Regions from separate parts of the Mus musculus genome. Here region 1 is linked to region 2. A link is a contact called in public HiChIP or PLAC-seq data. All regions are on one chromosome and are shown on one strand. Each heading gives the region's core, a stretch centred on a gene start, on an enhancer-like site or on the middle of the called end of the contact. The rest is flanking DNA. Distances are from core to core; before and after follow the strand shown. Region 1 has its middle 19 kb from the start of Clrn3. Region 2 overlaps Fank1 (fibronectin type 3 and ankyrin repeat domains 1).

Region 1 (2,700 bases), core at 167-2,666, 1.7 Mb before region 2:
GGGCTAACATCTCAGCTGGGAGAGGAGTAGGTCTCCCTGGTCTCTTAGCAACCCCATCCTCTCCCTACCAGGCAACCAGAACCCCAGAAACTCTTTGGGGTTCTGTTTGGGGAGGTGCCCTCAAACAAGGTCATCAGCCATGTGTGAAAGCTGACCCCTCATGCAGCTGGAGAAATGTGTGATCGCTCAGGAGTCTCAGCTCTCTCAGTACTTGGATGTCTGGCTATCGCAACTACATTAATGAGTAGCTTTGCCATCTCACTGCCAACTGTGGGAAGTGGCAGAGTCCGAGGTGTTGCCACTCCCTTAGCTCCTTACTCACAAGAAAGACATGAGTGAGTAACAGGAGGGGCAACCATGGATAACAGGCACCAAACAGGGAATCCTTGGAGCCAGGCTTCCGGGAGTCACCAAAGAGACGAAAGAGCAGCAATAGTGTCACACCCTGGCCTGGTGAGAAGGACCTGAGAGCTCATGCCAAGGGCCGTGCTCCATCCCCGGAACTGGGAGTCTGTAGTTTGTGTGGAAGGAGAGAAAGACACCAACATGGTCGCTGTTGGATTCCGCAGGCTACACAGGTCCCTCAGTTCTGTATGGGAACAGGCAACACACAGAAAACCTAAGCTTAGCAGCAGAACTGAAAACAGCTCTTAGGCTCTTCCACGCACATGTGACCTAGTGCTGCGAACAGTCATTGACACAACTACCAAGCTCCTGGTTTCTGTCCAAGAGGATGTGTGGCATTCCTGATGAACTTTTACACATAGACCAGGATGCCATGCTCTGTTCTATCCTGTTTGTACATCTCCTTCATTCAGCTTCTTCAGGCAAAGATACCCATTTGTCTTAGTGAGCCTTTAGGTGGACTTGGATGCTCACTCATCTGAGCTGGAAGGGGGTCTCTCCTACAGAGTACCCTATACACCCAGCAAAGGAGGAAGGAGGTATTTATAGCAGGCTCCACACTGCCAAGATTCATTCTGATGTTAAATGTTTATTAAAAGGAAGGAGACATGCTCCATATTTTCTAGCCAGTCATTGTCATTGTCACTCTTGAAGACTTCCCTCCTGCTTGTTAATCCTTTCCTGTTAAGCAGAACACATATCTCTGGCTGCCTTGGCCCCTAGTGGACTGGCCACCTGTCTGCTTCTCTTGAGACACAGCTGCTTGGACTAATATGGGTCTCAGGTAGATCACTGTGCTGTCCCTGGAGTCCCCTTCCTCAGTCAATGCCACACCCATGGCTCTCACTGTTTCCCAGATGCACACTGTATGCTCACCTAAACACTGCACACCGGAGATCCTATGGAGGGAGACCTGGCAGCAAAGGTACACACGGCTTTCTTGTCAGCCCCGTTTATAGTAGAGCCACTGTGAGTCAGGCTGGCTTGGCTGGGTATGGGTTGTCCCACAGTGAGCAAGAGGCTGAGCAGAATTATGAGTCATGCTCTCAGAGAAGCTGACAGTGGCCCCATGTGTGTATACAGTGGCTGTAAAAGTCAGAACTACATGTCCAGGACTAGACTTTGGACTCTACTCAGCTAACCCAGGCACATGTCATTTTAGTTACTGAGTGTGCTAGATTCTTACAATGTTGATATGGGTAGACATTCATCTTTTGATTAGAACTATAACCAGTTTCATTGGCGTGCAAACTGCACGTTTTCTTCCCTGGTTTCACAAAGAGGTCCTGGGTTTAAACTAGATTCACTTTTTCATGATGCCGTCATAGTGGTACCTAGAGATTATTCTGCTGGTGGCCATTGGTATGGCGGAGAGAGCAAATGCTGTGTGTCAGAAACTCAGGTCCAGTGGTTCCTCTGCAAGCAAGAGTTCACAGAGCAGTCACAGCACAGAGGACGCAGAGACTGGAGAGGAGTAAGGAAGAGGACAGTCAATGCCGTGCTTACGGAGCAGTGGACAGGGAGTCCATATGACAGGCGACAGGCAGAATGGAACTATGGGAGCCATGGGAGCTCTCAAGGGCTTCCTACACAGATGTAAATGAATAGTGGCCCAGAGACAGGGAGCTTTGGCTCTGCTGCCAGCTCTGACCTCAAACAAGGCTGACAGCAGCTTTGAAAATGATCTGCTGCAGACAAAGGGGCAGGCGAAACTGTGGTTTGCTTCTATCTGCTTCCTCATTTGAGAAATAAGATGAGTAAAGAGGCAGAAATGCTGGGATGCTTAAAGGTGTTTTTATTCTTTTTAATTTTATTGAGTTTATTCTTTTAAACATTCCCATGTAAAATGAATAAATTAACTAACTAATGGAGAAAGCCTGTGTAAAATGAATGAATGAATGAATAAATAAATAAATAAATAAATGGTGAAAAATCATATAAACATTAACTCTAACAGTGTCCAGTTCCCAAGAGTGTGGGTCATGAGGAACACTATAGAGAACTCCCCTGAAATCATTTTTGTGAACATTATTATTTTACAAACTTTTATATCAGTTGTTACATGGGGATTTTATATTTCTGGAGAGTTCTGTAGAAATACTCGTTTTTAGCATTCACTTGGCAAAATACATTGAGTGGGTGATGGGGATGGATATTATGATGGTGGTGATGAGCTAGAAAGGCTCCTCTGGACATGTTTCCCAGCTGAACTCCAACCAAGCTAACAAACACATTACCACCACCTCAATGTCATGGCTGAAGCAGTGCTCTCATAGTAGAACTGCCTAGTTTACG
Region 2 (2,700 bases), core at 56-2,555:
AAAGCACAGTCAGAAGGCAAGAGGTGGCATTCTTTTCTGAGCCAAATTTCCCCCTTTATACCACAATGTTTCAATATTTTGCTCCAGTACTGATTATAGTATTAGAAAGCTATTCTCTTATCATAACACTGTAATACAATGCATACAATACAATGCATACAATAATGACTATGTTTGATGCACACACAGTTGGGAATCTCAGCACTCAGGAGCTAGAGGTAAAAGGACCAGAAGTTCAAAGTCATCATGGTTCTATGAGTTCAAGGCCAGCCTTGGCTACATAAAACCCCATCTTGATAAATTCATTTTTAAAAGAACATTAAGTTTAGTCAATCTTTTAAATTTCAGAACTTTCTGATTGTTATAGTCACAAATAAGGAATCTGGAATAAGCAGTCACAAAAGCATTGATACTGAGAGGACAAATCTTTTACGTTCAGACTCCATTTTAGACCTGACCTAAGTCTGAACTCACGTAAACCTAGCCTTAGTTTCCTAGATGCCCTCCAACAAAACCTGAGCCTAGCTCCAGTCTCTGGGCTAATTCCCAACAAGACCAGCGCCCCCAGGTTATTCCCCCAACAAACCTGTACCCCGCCCCCAGGTTACAAGCCCACCCCCTGCCTAACCACCACCAATGTAGAGGGGAACAGAAATTAATTTTATGATATGACTCCCAGCACCAGCCAATTATGTTAAAGGGCACAGTAGCTTTCCAGTTAGATGCTTGCACACTCGCCCCCCAGCCCCCAGTTGCTGCTTACTATAAAGCCTTGCCCCAATAGACATTCAGGGATCCCCTACCACCAAAACAGTCCCATGTGACAGTGGTGTCCTGAGGGGTGGGAGTGGGGGGGCAGCTAGCTCAAATAGAATAAAGACCCTGCTGTGAGTTGCATCAGCTCAGCTCCTGTCTGTTTTTTTGGGGAGATCACTAACACTTCCCTAGCAGTACAATATAATTTCAGAAGTAAAATCACCTACCTTTTGGGGATGGTTTTAAAAAGTTAGCTCAGGTGTTAGAGAGACAGCTTGGGTTAAACACAGCTGTTTTTGCAGAGGACCCAAGTTTGGTTCCCATCACCCATACATGGTGGCTTAAAACCATATATAACTCCAGCTCTAGGGGATCTGATGCCCTCTTCCAACCCCTGCAGGCACACACATAGTGCACAGACATACATGCAGGCAAAAGACATAAAACAAAACTAAAAGAAAAAATTGTTTGCTGTCTCAGACACAAGGATGAAAGAAAACTATGGATGAAAACAGTTCTCTAGAAGCTATGGTGGTTGGTTGGCTGGGCTCGCATCTGTGACTCACCTCTGAGACATCTGCTGTCTGCAAACCCCAGCTCCTGTTTATAGTGGCCTAGCAGAGTAGCCCCTTCCCTCCGGGTGGGTTAGTCTCTGTGTTACCTTTCACCCAACCACAAGGGATTCCTTCCCTTCTCCCTGGGCGCTTTTCTCCATCCCAGCCAGGTCAAAGGGGAATTGAGGTAAAGGGGACCCTCGCCCCCGGATCATGTGTAAGCTTTAAATGCTCCCCTGGGCTGTGATGGCCAGCTCTTATGAAGGTGTCCTGTAGCAACTCATCGTCTTCCATGGGCTGAGATTTAAAGTGTAACTCTCAAGATCTCTGTTTCACACCATACCTGGAAATCCCTTCAAAGTGTCTCGTCCATTCACCTCTCTTCTAAGAAGACTCACTATTCTGGGGATCTTCAGTTGTCTTCACTTTTATTTTTCTCAGACTCTACTCCGGGATTTCTTCTACCCGTGTGGGGAGGAACATAACAGGATACAGAGAGGGCAAGACACTGTGAAGACCCACGTCCTAATCACCCATGGTATTTTGAGCCTCAGTTCAAGAGCTAGGCATGTTTCTGTGCATGTTTTAAGGACTGGTTGGGGCATATAACACCCTGAGTGTTTTATAAGGGCGACAAAGATATTAAAACATTTAACATGTGAGATAAGGAGATGCCCCTGGGGGTAAAGTGCTTGCAGCTCAGATGTTAAGGATCAGAGTTCAAATTTCTAGAACTTGAATAACAGCCCATATTCCTGAGACAAGATGGGAGGAGGAGACTGGAGAAGAGTCCCAGGAAGCTCAAGGGACAGGCTTATACTTGGAGTTTTAATGGCAGATGAGAAAGCCTGCTTCCAACAAGTTGGAAGGTGAAGACTATAACCGAGGTCATCCTCTAACGAACACATACACTGTGACCACACACTCTGTGGCAAGCGCTACTCACACTCATACACACAAACACTCCACACATATACACATGCATGCACAAAGAATTTCTTTAAATTAGGTACCATGGGCACATGAGATAACTGCATTGCCATCAAGAGCAAGAACAACTATCACCTCTCTCTACAGCTTTGCCATCCCCAACTAAAACTATGCTGATAACAGTCAAATCGGAGGGGTAGGTAAGGGCCCTTAGTGCACTCACTTAAGGACCCAAATCCACACCCCCTACACCTTTATGTAAGAAGCCAGGGGTGGTAGGCCTGCCTGGGCTGTGGATGGGAGCAGAGACAGAAGGACAGATGGCTGGGACTTCCAGGATGCTAGCTTAGCTCCAGACTCACTGCAAGGCCATCACTCAGGAAATAGGGTGACACACGAGAGACACTGGTTGTCCTCCTCTGGCTTCTTTGTTCCCTCTCTCCTTGTCAAGTCAAGAAGG

What was found. HiChIP or PLAC-seq counts read pairs in DNA pulled down with a chosen protein or histone mark.
Region 1: a contact with region 2 is called in a FOXA1 HiChIP or PLAC-seq map of pancreatic cancer cells. The contact joins two enhancer-like sites. A contact is called at or near these places in 1 of 484 Hi-C or Micro-C datasets (the HL-1 cell line) and 1 of 115 datasets of contacts at active chromatin or transcription factors (pancreatic cancer cells).

The regions. Positions count from the first base shown.
Region 1 is chr7:135,508,182-135,510,881 of GRCm38.p6, reverse strand. No RefSeq gene overlaps it. Among named protein-coding and RNA genes, the nearest start is that of Clrn3, 19 kb to the left of the region's middle. Within about 2 kb of position 1,416, at least 63 of the 459 cell types and tissues checked have an H3K27ac peak or open chromatin away from gene starts, as enhancers often do. A contact at or near this core is called in the HL-1 cell line and pancreatic cancer cells, where this site is marked.
Region 2 is chr7:133,798,751-133,801,450 of GRCm38.p6, reverse strand. All of the region lies in intron 1 of Fank1 (fibronectin type 3 and ankyrin repeat domains 1), which reads right to left. Among named protein-coding and RNA genes, the nearest start is that of Fank1, 23 kb to the right of the region's middle. Within about 2 kb of position 1,305, at least 9 of the 459 cell types and tissues checked have an H3K27ac peak or open chromatin away from gene starts, as enhancers often do. A contact at or near this core is called in the HL-1 cell line and pancreatic cancer cells, where this site is marked.